5 separate regions of the Mus musculus genome follow, and regions 2, 3, 4 and 5 are each linked to region 1. Evidence: chromatin contacts called from public Hi-C, HiCAR-type and promoter capture Hi-C data. All regions are on one chromosome and are shown on one strand. Each heading gives the region's core, a stretch centred on a gene start, on an enhancer-like site or on the middle of the called end of the contact. The rest is flanking DNA. Distances are from core to core; before and after follow the strand shown. Region 1 holds the start of Vps41 (VPS41 HOPS complex subunit). Region 2 overlaps Rala (v-ral simian leukemia viral oncogene A (ras related)). Region 3 has its middle 17 kb from the start of Yae1d1. Region 4 overlaps Pou6f2 (POU domain, class 6, transcription factor 2). Region 5 holds the start of Stard3nl (STARD3 N-terminal like).

The links. Promoter capture Hi-C pulls out the DNA fragments that hold promoters and counts their contacts. A called contact is a pair of places that touch in the nucleus more often than the background predicts. HiCAR-type assays count read pairs that join an accessible place to other places.
Region 2: a HiCAR-type map of astrocytes shows a contact between it and region 1, with 3 times the contacts expected there. The contact joins the enhancer-like site here to the promoter of Vps41 in region 1. A contact is called at or near these places in 6 of 39 promoter capture datasets (the 3T3-L1 cell line, HPC-7-derived erythroid cells, cranial neural crest and 3 more) and 1 of 115 datasets of contacts at active chromatin or transcription factors (astrocytes).
Region 3: a contact with region 1 is called in a Hi-C map of B cells, with 8 read pairs. The contact joins the enhancer-like site here to the promoter of Vps41 in region 1. A contact is called at or near these places in 6 of 39 promoter capture datasets (cranial neural crest, frontonasal cranial neural crest, hippocampal neurons and 3 more), 2 of 484 Hi-C or Micro-C datasets (B cells and CD8 T cells) and 3 of 9 other capture datasets (adipose tissue, embryonic stem cells and liver).
Region 4: a contact with region 1 is called in a promoter capture Hi-C map of second pharyngeal arch cranial neural crest. The contact joins the enhancer-like site here to the promoter of Vps41 in region 1. A contact is called at or near these places in 11 of 39 promoter capture datasets (the 3T3-L1 cell line, 3T3-L1-derived adipocytes, HPC-7-derived erythroid cells and 7 more), 1 of 115 datasets of contacts at active chromatin or transcription factors (astrocytes) and 1 of 9 other capture datasets (embryonic stem cells).
Region 5: a Hi-C map of CD4 T cells shows a contact between it and region 1, with 13 times the contacts expected there. The contact joins the promoter of Stard3nl here to the promoter of Vps41 in region 1. A contact is called at or near these places in 4 of 39 promoter capture datasets (hippocampal neurons, liver and pre-B cells) and 1 of 484 Hi-C or Micro-C datasets (CD4 T cells).

What each region holds. Positions count from the first base shown.
Region 1 is chr13:18,715,850-18,718,549 of GRCm38.p6, reverse strand. Vps41 (VPS41 HOPS complex subunit) reads right to left here and starts at 1,258. Exons shown (of 29, transcript NM_172120.4): 1 at 1,214-1,258. The coding sequence starts at 1,234.
Region 2 is chr13:17,906,030-17,908,729 of GRCm38.p6, reverse strand. The region is part of intron 1 of Rala (v-ral simian leukemia viral oncogene A (ras related)); the gene reads left to right. Among named protein-coding and RNA genes, the nearest start is that of Rala, 37 kb to the left of the region's middle. Within about 2 kb of position 1,284, at least 20 of the 459 cell types and tissues checked have an H3K27ac peak or open chromatin away from gene starts, as enhancers often do. A contact at or near this core is called in astrocytes, where this site is marked.
Region 3 is chr13:17,974,763-17,977,462 of GRCm38.p6, reverse strand. No RefSeq gene overlaps it. Among named protein-coding and RNA genes, the nearest start is that of Yae1d1, 17 kb to the left of the region's middle. Within about 2 kb of position 1,367, at least 134 of the 459 cell types and tissues checked have an H3K27ac peak or open chromatin away from gene starts, as enhancers often do. A contact at or near this core is called in B cells and CD8 T cells, where this site is marked.
Region 4 is chr13:18,203,692-18,206,391 of GRCm38.p6, reverse strand. All of the region lies in intron 4 of Pou6f2 (POU domain, class 6, transcription factor 2), which reads left to right. Among named protein-coding and RNA genes, the nearest start is that of Gm31832, 76 kb to the left of the region's middle. Within about 2 kb of position 1,396, at least 5 of the 459 cell types and tissues checked have an H3K27ac peak or open chromatin away from gene starts, as enhancers often do. A contact at or near this core is called in second pharyngeal arch cranial neural crest, where this site is marked.
Region 5 is chr13:19,394,519-19,397,218 of GRCm38.p6, reverse strand. It overlaps Stard3nl (STARD3 N-terminal like), which reads left to right and starts at 1,406. Exons shown (of 9, transcript NM_024270.3): 1 at 1,406-1,515. Gm40827 (a long non-coding RNA gene) reads right to left here and starts at 1,372. Exons shown (of 2, transcript XR_873152.2): 1 at 1-1,372.

The sequences.
Region 1 (2,700 bases), core at 9-2,508:
TGATTACAATATGGGCACTGTTTTACCACAGTTTGGGACAAGAGGATTTAGGACATGGAGGCTGTATATGACTTCCATATCAGAATAAATATTTACCTCACAGAATTCTTTTAGAAGGACCAAATGCCATGTGTGAGGATCTTTTTAAGCTCGAAAGCACTGCACAACTGTGAATCAGGTTATCTGCCTGATTTTCTACATTTTAACATCAGACAGCCTTGGCAAATTCCTCTTCTGCATGAGTGGGAATACAAGGGCTACTCCATATTTCTATCACACTGGGTCTAATCTAAAAACTTAACTTGGATGTTTGTTTTACTACAAAACCACAACTGTATTTCAACGTGAAATGAAAATGCTCAATGTGAAAAGCCACCTTGCAGTAGTCAAACTAAGCAAGGTCTGCTGGGAAGGAAAACTCTTTTGCCTCGGACCTGCACTGCAAAAGACAGTTTGCACAAATGATAGTAAAGAGGCTCTTGTTAACGTAATGACAAAACCCAAATTTTTCCTTGTCAAATTCCGTAACTTTTGGCACACTCAAAATAAAGCACAGATGTGAACAGTAAAAAGTCCACTAGTAAATGTCTCTTAGGACAGTAAACAGAGCATCACCATGCATGTCTTAAGGAACATCACAGAAACTGGCAAGCAGGGCATTTAATATATGAGGGGGAAATATGGTAGATGATACATACATATATATGCTTCTATGTGTGTGTGTGTATACATATATGTATATGCATATACACACATACACATATATACATATACTTAAGGAATCTCTTCCGAGTTTTAGCCTGAGTCTTCTATTTTGTTAGTTTCATTTAATTTTGTCCTTCGCCCTATATCAGAACGTCTGTATGAAAAAAAGGCAATAATTTGTACTCAGCACCTCAATGCCACTTCTCAGCTATAGCTGGACGTTTCCATCTACGTCTTGCCAGCAACGGGAATAATCCTTAAAGCCTTGCATAGCAGTCTACTCTTAACTTGCCTTTTTCAAAAAATCCCATTTAACATAAACCAGAAGGGCTGAGCCCAGGCAAGGCCGGCTCGGACAGAGCGGGTGTGCAAGGCGCTATCCGCGCGGAGAAGGGCCACCCCAACTCGCCCGGTCAGAGCTGCCACGTTCCTGGCACTCCGCGTCCCAGAACCCCTCGCTCGGGTCTCCAGCTCCCGGCTGCCCCGAACTAGTTCTGCCAGCGTTTACCTGCTCCTCTGCTTCCGCCATAGCGCAGCCTGAGAGTCATGTGACATACCCGGAAATAGGAGAAAACAGCCCCTGGGCCACAGCCTACTGGGAAATGTAGTTTTTCCCGCACACTAATCTGGTTCCTTAGCCAGCTCTCATTTTTGCTCAACAGAGACACCACTATATCTATAATTAATGCTAAATTGTTATTTTGTTGTTGGTCTACGTTCTGTTGTTATTGTAGCATTAAGTTCTTTCTATTTCAGGCTCCCGTTTACAGTAAAATTATGAATTATCTCATTTTCTATTTCAGGCTCCCGTTTACAGTAAAATTATGAATTATCTCATTTAGTCCTCCCTGTGATCCCTCCTGTTACCGCCATTAACAGGGGAAAGGATAGTAACTCGGAGATTTCACTAAACTTACCTAAAAAGCCTAGGTTTAGAACCTATCCCTCTCCGAAGTCTAAGACTACTATATCAAATGTTCTTTAGTCTGATATGTTGTTGTGCCTGCCCACTCACTTTTTAAAGTGATAGTGACTATTTATATAAAAAAAAAAAAGTCTACAGTGGAAAGTGAGAAAATAATGTGTATTCCTGCAAAGATTTAGTATCTTGGTACATTAAATTGACATCTTTCATTTTAATTTAAAATTGAATTGTATAGATATTTTGTCTGCATGTATGTCTGTGCACACTTAGGAACCTCGTGTCCTCAGATGTCAGAAAAGCATATCAGATTCCCTGGAATTACAGATACATATATTTGAGAGCTGCCATATAGCTGTTGTGAATCAAATCTGGTCCCCCGTTAGAGAAAAAATAGCAACTGACATATGAATATAGAAAATTATAAATCTCTATTGTTTAATTGCTTCGTAACTCACATTGACTATCTTCAAGATACAATGTCAGATAATAATTTGTAAATGTAATATGAAAAACATCATTTAGAAAACTTGAGCTATCCTATGTTTCAGGACAAAGTAAACTATCTTTCCTATTCTGTGGGAATTCACTCATCTTATCCACTGATAGCCATTGTCTGTTTATTGTCTTAAGCAGCTGGCAACTCACAGAGGGCAGCACAGTTGGCAGACTGTGGCAGATGCCTCAGTGCCCTTTCGTTCCCTGTAATTCCCACTGACAGTAGCCTAGTAGGAAGTCATATTCTTAGTACTCAGCATTTCCCTTAGTCTCTAGATGTTGCTTTCTCAACTCATGGTCTTCAATGACCTGGAAGCCATGACGATGTCATCTTTCAGACTCTTGTCTTCTCCCAAGAGCCTTAATAAACCTCCAGCTCTTCCTGAGGCCCCTCTTCCAGTCTGCGCACCAAGCAGCTAATTTGGACACCCACAACCAAGGGTCCAAGGTCATGTCTGATCGAACAGAATTTTATATATGTTATTAAGCCACTCAGGCCCAAACAGCACTCATGGTGGACTTCAAGCTACTGAAAGACCTTGTTGTGAGAATTTTTTTTTAACTGGCAGGTGCCT
Region 2 (2,700 bases), core at 35-2,534, 810 kb after region 1:
ACTGAGACTTGGCTAGGTCTCGAGATTCTGCTTTCTAGTTTATATTGCTGTTCACAGGAGACTGGGACGCTCCATAAAACTACTCACAACATGGTTTCCCCTAAATAAAACTGAGAGAACAGAAACCTTTTCCTTTATGATATGCCTTCCTCTCAAGTGTATTGTATTGGTCCAGAGCCTCTTAGGGCTGTTGCCCACACTGGTCTGATTGAATGCTATTAACATGCTTCAGGTTGTGTTCTCAGCATTGCATGCGACCAGTGCTTCTGTAGCTGCCCAGAGTAGTTATTTGTGACAGTTTGGTTATATCATAGTCATAAACACTTGTACACTTTTTTAAATTTTCACCAAGTTTTTTTTTTCTTTTTCCTCTGATTTTATGAATAAAACTTCATGGTAGAAAACTGGTATCCAGGTAACCACTATGTCCTGAAAATGAAACATTTTAAATGAATAACTAGTCAAGTTATTACTAAAATTTTATTTTGCTGATATTTTTGTTTGTATTTATATGTTAAAAATAAAGTTCCTACATAAATGCTATTTTCAAACTTCTGTATTACTTTTCTGTTGCTATGACAAACACTGTGACCAAGACGACAACTTATAATAGAAAGTCTATCAAGGGCACCCCTCCTAATCCTTTCTAAACAGTCTACCAACTTGGGAGCAAGTATTCAATCTTATGAGCCTATGGGCAACATTCTCATTCAAACCACATTCTATTCCCTGGGCCCCATCGGCTTCTGGCCATATTATAATGCAAAATGCATTCAGTTCTACTTCACAAGTCCAAAGTCTCTTCTGAGGCGCAAGGCAATTCTTAACTGTAACTGCTTATGAAAATAAAAAAAGGCAATGACATACTTCTAACATACAATGGCACAGAACATACATTAGTGTTCCTAAATGGGGGTGGGGGTGGAGTGCAGTGAAGAAATACTGGAAGAAAGTAAAACCAAAATTCAGGAGAGCAAATTCTAAATCCTTTTATTCCTTGTCTGATGTCAAGAGCTTAGGTGGCTTGGTCCTTCTGGCTTTGCTGCCTGCAATATACATCTCCCAGACTGGTTCCACTCCCTGTGTGCAGCTCTCCTTGGCAGATGTACCACAGTTCTGACACCTCTGACATAATCTGGGCTTCACTTTCTTAGCTCACATAATGGTTTTTGAGGGCCTACAAGCAGTGGCTCCCTGCCACACATGCAGCCTCAGCTGCTCTCCTTAGCCACCAAGGGAGATCCTGCATCCCTCTTTCTTTCTCTTGTGTCTTCATGACTAAAGCCAGAGTAACATGGACAACGCTTAAGCTCTGCTGTCTGATTGGAATGGAGCCTGGGCCCCTGAATCACATTTGCTGCAGCTTTTGTTTGTTGCCTTTTAGAAGCAGAAAATTGCTTAGTTGGCCTTTTTACAGCTTGGAAGCTTAGCTTGGGGAGGGCTTCTTGCCCGGATGGCACCCTCCTTTCATTCCAGTGCACATCAGGCCTCACTTCAGTCCTTATTATCTCTTGTAGCACAAGCCTTGGTTGGCTCCAACATTAATTTTCTCTTAAAATTATGTTTTGTATTTCCTCTAGCCCCACTTGCTCTTTTTTGTTATAGACCTGCTTAAGAGTAATGACCAATGACCGTGTGACAGCATTAGGTTGTCTTGAAATCTCTTCTGCCAAAGAAATTAGTCCATCACTTTTCAATTTAGCCTCAGGCAGATTCCTAAGATAGGGGCAGAGGGATATCATATAGTTGTCAGACTGCCTCAAAAATGGTTTCTAGTCCAGTTAATATTATTCCCCTCTGAGACCTAAGCTGGGCCTCCACAGTCCATTTTGCCCTTGGCACTACTGTCATCCAAGCTTCTACTCTTATGGCCCATTAAGCTCTGTTTATAGCATTTAACCACTTTTCTAGTCCAAAGTCCCAAAGTCTTAGCATATGTCTAGGGAAAGCACATGTTCAAGTCCATCACAGCAGTACCCACTTCTTGGTACCAATTTCTGTTTTCTTTTCTATCGCTGTCACAAAACACCATAATGAAGACAACTTAGAAGAGAAAGCATGTTTAATGGCTTGAAATTTCAGAGGGCTAGAGTCCACGATGGCTGAGCAAAAGCACATTGGCAGTGATAGCTGAGAGCTCAGATCTGGGTCTGCAAGCAGGAGGCACAAAGGTGCTTTGGGAATGGCAGGGGTTGAAATTTCAAAGCCTGACCCCAGGGTCATACATTCATCAAAGCCACACCTTCTAATCCTTCCTAAACAGTCCACCAAATGGGGACCAAATATTCATATAGGAGCTTGTGAGGTCCTTTCAGACCACGTTAAACTTCTAAGTTTCCTTAAACTTCTAAGTTTCCAGTTACCTATATAAGGAGAAAGACTTTGTAGAGATTGCCATATCAGAAAATAGAATTCCATTGTAATCAGGCCTTCTATAAAATTTTATAAAATCGATAAACTTGTACTCATTAAGGAAATATGAAAATTGGCTTAACTTAGGAGTATTACCTCTAACAATTCTGACTTATTGGGGGGGCATTTTGGGGACCAGCCTTATGAAAGCTAGCACAGACCGCCTCATATGTCCTCCATACACAGGTATAGCCTGGGAGCAGTCTGGCTCATGAGCCTTAATTTGCTGGTCCTACCTCCTCTGCCTAGCCCTCCAGTTAGGGTTTGTCAGGGGCCAGAGTGGAGAAT
Region 3 (2,700 bases), core at 118-2,617, 740 kb after region 1:
CTCTAGTGAAAAGTGAATTATTCTTGAGGCTTTATGTTGGGGGCATAACTGTCAGTGAGAAAACACAGCTCTCACTTTGAGAATAAGGTAAGGTGTTCTCATGGTCTGAGAACTCAGATTCCGGTCGGGTTACCAGATAGGCCTTGGGTGCTTTCTGTCAACATTTTTAGTCTTGTGGTTGGTAAAAATCAGGGTGGTCTATTTGTACATTACATAATTTTTACCTAATATTCACAAAGATGTCAGCTCACATTCAACAGAGGGAGATAAATGGCTACTAAGGGCCTATGATGGCCCAAAATGATTTAACTATGAATTTGCAACATTGGAAATTAGTATGGAAAGCTGGGGAACATCTTCAAAACCCGGACAGTGAAAGCTGTGGTATGTGAGACTCCCACACGTGCTTTTTCTAATCTGAGAGTCCCGTCTCATGGGAGACTTCCCCCTTGATAGTCGTTATGGCTATCTACTTAGTGCTTCCTTGCTGATCGCATCACTAACTTAGTCTTATGTACAAATTAAGCCAAGACTTCCCATTTTTCCCTTGCCTCCTTCTAATTTTTTTTTGGGGGGGGGAGACTCAAACATTTACTTTTAAAATTTAGACATCGTTTAACTGAATTTCTGTTTTAAAAAAATACATTTTTGAGGGAACTAATGAAAGACGAAAAGCATAAAATGAAAGTGAAACAATGTGCAGAACTTTGTGTAGAAACTTAAATGTGTAGAAATGCAAAAAAAAAAAAAAAAACCAACAACAACAACAAAAAAAAATCCAAAATACTCTAACATGTTCAGTAGCACAAATGGCTTTTGTTATAAAATACTTTACACTGTCATTTTAGGTGGGACAATTAACTTACAAATTGATGACTTTTGAAAACTGATGGCAGTAGATAAAAATTCCTGCTATGTAACTTTCTATGCGACTATTTCAGTGGTAATATGAGTACATGTATTTTAGAATCCTAAATCTAAAATCAAAGCTACTCATTATTTGTTTTGGAAGAGCATTCTTAGACAGGTAAAGCATTGGTTCTTTCAGACTTAATATGCGATCTATGACTTCTTTCACATTATTGTGAAAACAGGGCTTCAGCGTTTAAATGTACATTCCTCTTGGCTACTGCTAAGGGAGGGCAATTTGTTTTGATCACTTACTCTGTTTCAAGCCTTTATGTTTTCCATAATTAAAGGCAATTCACTTAAGTGCCTGATATCTCCATTACCAAATAGGTTCCTGTTGCCCAGGAGGCCTATCAAAGGAACCTCCCGGGAAAGCACAGCACCCAAGCAACTGTGACCAGTCAGCTGAGCTGGAAGGGAAGCAGTATTTCAGGAAGCAACACTTAGAGGCAAGACCAAGGACAAAGTCGCTCACCACCACAGACTCACTGTGACTCACTAAAAGTCCCTCACCAACCCTTATGACTCAGACAGAGAAAACACTGAGTGAAAGATGGATGTGTTCTGATTTGTGGTTTGTGGTTGTTAAAAGCAGAAGTTCAGAGTAAAACCCAATGTGGTTTCTCTACAGTCCCATAAGCAAGGAAGTCATATATTTACATAGATCGGTGTGATTATTGATTAAAGATTTAAGTATTTTGTATATTAAATATTTACTAAGCCTCTGCATTAACACCAGGCTAACATAGTTAAGAGAGCCAACTTAACTCAAACGTTAATCATTTTTGATTACTAGAGATACTTTTAAAGAATTTTATAAACTTTAATTTGGGGGATGAGGGAGTGTGAAGGGATGTGCATGTGAGAACAGGGGCCCTCAGAGGCCAAAGGCCTCTGGAGCTACTTACAGGCAGTTGTGAACTGCCTGACTCAGAGGCTGGAATGATCTCAGGTTCTTAGCCAAAGCAGTACATGAATTAACCATCTTCTTAGCTCTGGAGATACTTTTAAGCAAATAATCATTATTAACACTAATTTTAGAGATTTTCTGAAATAAAGTAAAATGTAAAAAGGAAAAAAAAAGGTATGTTTTGAACATTTGAAAATACATCAAGCATAGGCATGAACAAGGACTCTATTCTTCTCATAGGACCATAGGAAATTAGCTCTCGTTTACAGACAATGGTCAGAATGAATCTCTATCTACCCCACTCCAAAATGGCTGTCTTAAACCCTGCAGTCTCTCAAAGCTATCCATGGGGGTGGGGGTGGGGGTGGGGGTGGGGTGCTGTGACCCCATAGAGGATGATGCACTCTGTTGTCAGCTCTCTTCCCTCCCCTTTCTTACTTTTGCAGTCATTCCGTTGTTTTGCTGTGACTTCCCAAACACACACACTTGTTTGTGTGGTATAAACAATAGGTATACATTTTCCCATAGCTGGAGGGGCTAGGAGTCCAAGATCAAGATGTTGTCTGGCTGCTGCAGAAGCCTCTGCCCCAACCTGAAGATACTCTGTTGTCAGTATGCAGTGTCTGGTCATCAGGCGTGGTGGCAAGTGCCTTTAGACCCACATGATAGAAAGTGAGAACCAACTCACAAGTTGTCCTTTGATCTCCACCAGAGCACCATGGTGCGCGCGCGCGCGCGCGCACACACACACACACACACACACACACACCCCTAAAATGTAAAACTGAGTTCTCTTTTAACAAAATAAATATTTTTTCTTTTCATAATGATACCATTAGTATCTGATTAAGAGTCACCCTCCATACCTCATTTGAACCAGG
Region 4 (2,700 bases), core at 147-2,646, 510 kb after region 1:
ACAATCAAAGTTACTAATATTGATTATATTCTGAAGGTGGGGTAACCTAGGAGGAGAGTGGGCTTGGAGGTGAAGCATAGAAGAATTTGATGCTCACCTTTAGAAGCAGCATACACTCTAATGCACAGGGAAAGAAGAAAAGTCTACTTAGTCATAGCTAACTGGGAGTTCGCTGGAGAAGCAAGGGTTTTACCAAGAGGCTGGGACCTGGTGTCTTCACTGAGTAAAGAATGAGTTCCCAGATTGACATGCACTGATTTTGTTTCCATCTCTGTTTAACACATTGAATTTCTTCTTGCTTTCCAAACTTTCAAGCCATTCAGAAGCAAATGGGTCTACATCCTTTGTGAATTTGGTAACATTTTTTTATAGATCTTAATTCTTAATTGTAGTTGCTCCAAAGAGGTTTTGTTTTCTTTTCTTTTTCTTTCTTTCTTTTTTCTTTTTCTTTTTCTTTTTTTTCTTTTTTTTTTTTTTTTTTTTTTTTTGAAAGAGAAATGATGGATTCTAAAAAATAAAAAGATCTGGCCTTATTGCTTTGATGAAGATTTGCCGTCCGTGACCCTTTAAATATTGAACCTGGACTGTAAAAATATCACTTCTTATTGATCACATGGTTATTAAAGTCAGTCAAATGCTGAATTTATATGTCAAATACTTGTAATATTTCTGTAAATATTAGGGCAGAGAGAGAAGATGATAATGCCACTGTGAGTCACATTAGATCTGCCCAACTTTACGTAACTGAAAAATAATAAAACTGTCAGCAAGAATTTCATTGTATATGCCCAGCACTTGTCACAAACCATTATGCATCATTTATCCATGTATATGTGTCTGTGCATGAGCCCAGAAAACATGCACATATCTTGGAGGACAAGGAAAACGAATCTGTGCATCTGTGTTCCTCCACTGGGCCTCCCAGGGCACGGTAGCTCGCAGCTGGGACCACACTGCAATCCCATGTGAGCACATTCGGGGTTTTTCTATTTCTTAACTCTCAACCTGCTTCAAGAGGCCGACCAACTCTCTGGGTCTAGAGAAAAGCCTGGGAGCTTGCTCTCTGAACAAACGCTAATCAAGCATTGAAGTTGATTCTCAAAATTCCCTTCTGCCAATATTCAAACTTTGTCTGGGGTCACTCAGCAGAGAGCCTTAGATGCCCGGTTTTCCCCTAGACACCTTTCCATATAGGCAAATGCTTTCCAACCAGTCACTGAAAAGGGCCATCCATCAACCACCAGGGAGTCTCCCTGCGTGGGGGTGGGGCAGGGAAGGCCCATGATGGAGAAAGGGGAAGGCATTTCTAATGGCATTTTGATGTACATGCACAAAATTGATGTCGGAAGGATCATTGTAAAGCCCCAGACAGTGGAGTAGTGAGGACATTTTCAGGTGGCTGGCAGATTCTGGCTGGGTGAGCCCAGTATATTTTCTCATGTCACAGTTGATTAGGTTCACAGGGAAGTGGAAAGAGTAAAAAATTCTCTTATTACTGCAGCCGTGCCGTCTCAGCCTCTTTTCCCTTTGAATGCAACATTAGTTTTTTGTCCAGAAGTCTAACTGCTTTCTACAGTTTGGGGAATTGTAAAGCAGAAACAATTTCCCAGCCAGGCTGACCTTCACAGTAATGAGAAATGACTGGAATTTCTCTCTATTTCTCTAACATTTGGAGAGGTTGGGAAGGGGTGGGGGATGGGGGAATATGCTTGTTTTACCTGATATTATGTTGTGGGTGTCCACTTGGCACTTGGAGCCTAATTTTTTTTCTGCTCAGGAGATTACATGGACTGTTGCACCATATGACCTGCAAGCCAGCCCGCACGTGTATTGAGGACGACAGTAATACACTTTAAACCTTCTGTTAGCACAACAGAGGTGGCATTTTGTTTCAGCCATTAAATAAATAAATACTTTTCTCTAGGGTTGCTATTTTCATTTACTCTCCAGCCCAGGCTCAGGTGATGAGCGTTGGAGCAGGGAAGTGCCTCTTTCATTTAAGCCAGTGTTCTTCCTCCAGGCAGTCTCCCTACCTGCCTGAGAGCAGCTGAGTTTGTTGTGTTGTTTTGGTTTGGTTTGGTTTTTCTTCTGTTTTTTCCCAGACTCCATGGTCACCTTTCCCTTTCAATCAAGGATGAGTATGCTAAACTCAAACCCAGCTCTTTTACACACTAGAGGTGTGTGGCTTTGAGCAAGCTACTTGAATTCTCCAGACCTCAGGTTTTTTTTTTTCACCTGGAAAATGGGATTTATGACACTCACCTAATTCACCAAATTGTTTTAATTTAAATGGGGGTGGCATATAGTCTGTTCCGTTCCATCTGTCTTATATAAAGGGTCTTAACTCTGACCATTTTAAATACATTGTAATTTAGCAATTAGTCAGTTGGTCTCAAGCAAGAATTCACAATTAATCCATGCACTGCTATATGATGTAGAAAGGTGCTGTCCCAGGGAAGACAGCTATGACTTGTATATAAATCTCTCCTCTCTCCCTTTTCCCTCTCTCCCTCCCTATCTACCTCTCCTGTTCTCTCCTTCCCTCTCTCTCTCCCCCTTCTCTTCCTCTTCTTCCTCTTCTTCATTCGCCTACCTCTCCTCTCCCTCTCTCCCTGAGACTGTTACAAGTGTGAAAACTAATGAACAAGTGTTGAAGTGAGTGGTTGGTCCAGAGGGGCCCTGGGAGGGGCTTCAGAGGCC
Region 5 (2,700 bases), core at 157-2,656, 680 kb before region 1:
GTAAGTATGTACTTTGTATGTATACAAAAGTCTGAAAGCAGGCAAAACTAATCACGGTGACAGTATTAGGATAGTGTGAGGTGTTTTAATTACTAAGTGGAAGGCGTCTGCATTACAGTAGTCACACAAGTTGCTTCACCTTGTCACCCAAATCATTGTATACAAGAACCCTGAACTTAGTTTGTATATATACACACACCCTAACCCTAACTTTTCTCATGCTCATCAATTTGAAAAAAACAACAACAACAACAAAAGCTTGCATATTATTTCTCTTCCAAAGGGTAGTAAATAGGATTATTTAAACTTTATGGGTGGAAATGAACACTGTAGCAACACTAGGGGCCCTTATCTGAAGACTCTACTACTAGGATTGAAGATGTATGCCTGAGATCTAGTCTGTTCTTTTGTTGTCATCTGCACCATAAGCAGTACTTGGACAGAAGTAGGAAAACACATTCACACATGTTTAAGGTAGCATTTCTCATACTAGCAATTAAAAAAAAAAATCCAAACAAACTGTATGTTTAAGGGCATAGAGATGGCAAGTTATATCATTGGCGCTGAAGACTTTTAGCATTTAAAAAGCAATGAGGCACATTTAAGGCTAGATGAAGAACTGAACTTGAGTGTTAACAAATATTTTCACATGTCAATGCAGGAAGGACCCATCACACAAAGACTGAGCCTTTGATTGGTTTATAAAAACAGTTCTCACCCAACTTGCACTGTTCAAAATTTTGCACGTATATAAATTCACATTTGTAATGTAAACATTATAAAAACGATTAAACTACTTTATAAGAGTATCTATTAAAAATACTATTCTTAATATTATTTTCCTCTAACAGGCTGAGAGTCTTCAGCACTCATAGTGCAATATATTTTATCTTCCTTTGTATTCTTGCATTTAAGGACGTAACTGTACCAGCTATTGGAAAAATCTAAAACATCACTTAGTGCCCAATGTCGTGTATAACAACTAAGTAAATACAGTTAGCCTTAACTATCAGTAAGACAAAGGCATTACTCCTACGTAAGACTGGGCTGATTGAGACTTACGGTCGAGTCCTAGAATAGACAAGTTCTTAGTGGACAGCTGAAACCAAGGGGCCAGGGCCTGAAATCCACTCTCAGAGTTACCCCTCACCGGCTGCAGCCTAAAACCTATCTAAGAGAAGCCTTCCGTAGAATTCTCAGGAAGGTAAAACCCACTAAAAGCCTGCTGTTAGAAGCTGGATACCTTAACAGGCTTTGGAGGCGCGGCTAGTCCTAGGCCCGCCCACTGCCTCCTTTATGAGCCATCTACTGGTCGTCCGAAAACTGACAGTTCTGTAAACCAACCCGCCGTCTCCTCTGCCACTATTCACTTTTCCAGCAAGCCGCAGCGTCTTTGCGTGACCAGCGCGTTGACGTCACGGACAGGGTCCCGCCCTGCAGCCCCGCCCCAGCCCCGCCGGCGGGGACCGCGGAGCCGTGTCTGCAGGCCGGCGGGCGGCTCGCGCCGCGGAGGAGGTAGGCTGTCTTTCCGCGCCCTGCTGGGCAGGTCGTGAAGCCAAATGCCTGAGGTTCCAGGGTTTGCCGGGCTCCCCAGACCTGGCCTTGGCCGTGGGGCCTGTGGGTGCAGCCGCGGAACGCGGCGGAGCGCGGGAGGGAAGCTGGCCCCGGGCCCACACCCACACTCACCGGGAGGCAGGTGGTCCAGCCTCGGCCCCGTGCCTTGCATCCGCATCAAGTCCAAGGTGACATGCGGGTGTAGGCCGGCAGGTACTGTCTGTTACTGGCCTTGTGCCTTCGTCAAGAAAAGCCCTGATGTAACAAAACAAAACGAAAATTAAAGCATGAGTCATGAATGTTCTAGCCATGGTTTCAGCTCTCCGCATTGCCCACTCATCCTGCCTTTAGTTTTTTTTTTTTTTTTTTTTTTAAATCTCAGTAGGGCTCTTTTTCTTCCTCTTTTGGTTGGAACATGGGTGGACACTGTGGAACTTTTCTTAGTGTTCTCTTAGTATGGCAGTTGTAAAGGCATTTGTCTCTGTTCACAGATGGAATCCATCACTTGACCCAGTACTAGTTTGGATAAGGTTAGTAAGGCTGATTGAATGAACACAGTAGCCGTCTGACCTCCCAGGGTACCGAGTTACTATAGCAAGTTCCGTCTGATGTTTTTGTTTAAGGTTCCTAACGGTAAATCCCATCTATGCTTCTTCTGTCCATCATCCACTTATAGAGCAAGATTTGATGACAAAGAGCAGTTTACAGTATTTTTGGCTGCATCTGTGCATAAGTAAAATGCTAGATAATCATGCCCATGAAGGGACAGTGTAGACTGTGCCCCCCCTACATAATATTCACACATATGTAATGTTTTGTATTGTAAGGAAGAATACATTTTTCTTTGAGATCTTCCTGTCTCAAACATGAACCTTTAAAGATTGCATTGTCAAAAGCATTAAAGAAATGGATTTAAAACTGCTCCAAGGACTTACCTTCTCAGGATAGTGATTATCATTTGGATTTAATTATTAGACAGTTTATATGATGCCACATGCTGTTTTAGGTGTTGAAAATTGAGTATTGAACGCTAGATAAGGTTTCTGTCCTCGAGTTCCTTTGATTTTAGTGAAGATAGAATATATGTGCAAATAACAATATGATTTTAGATAGGAATGAATGCTAGAAAATCTGGCAGTAAGGGAC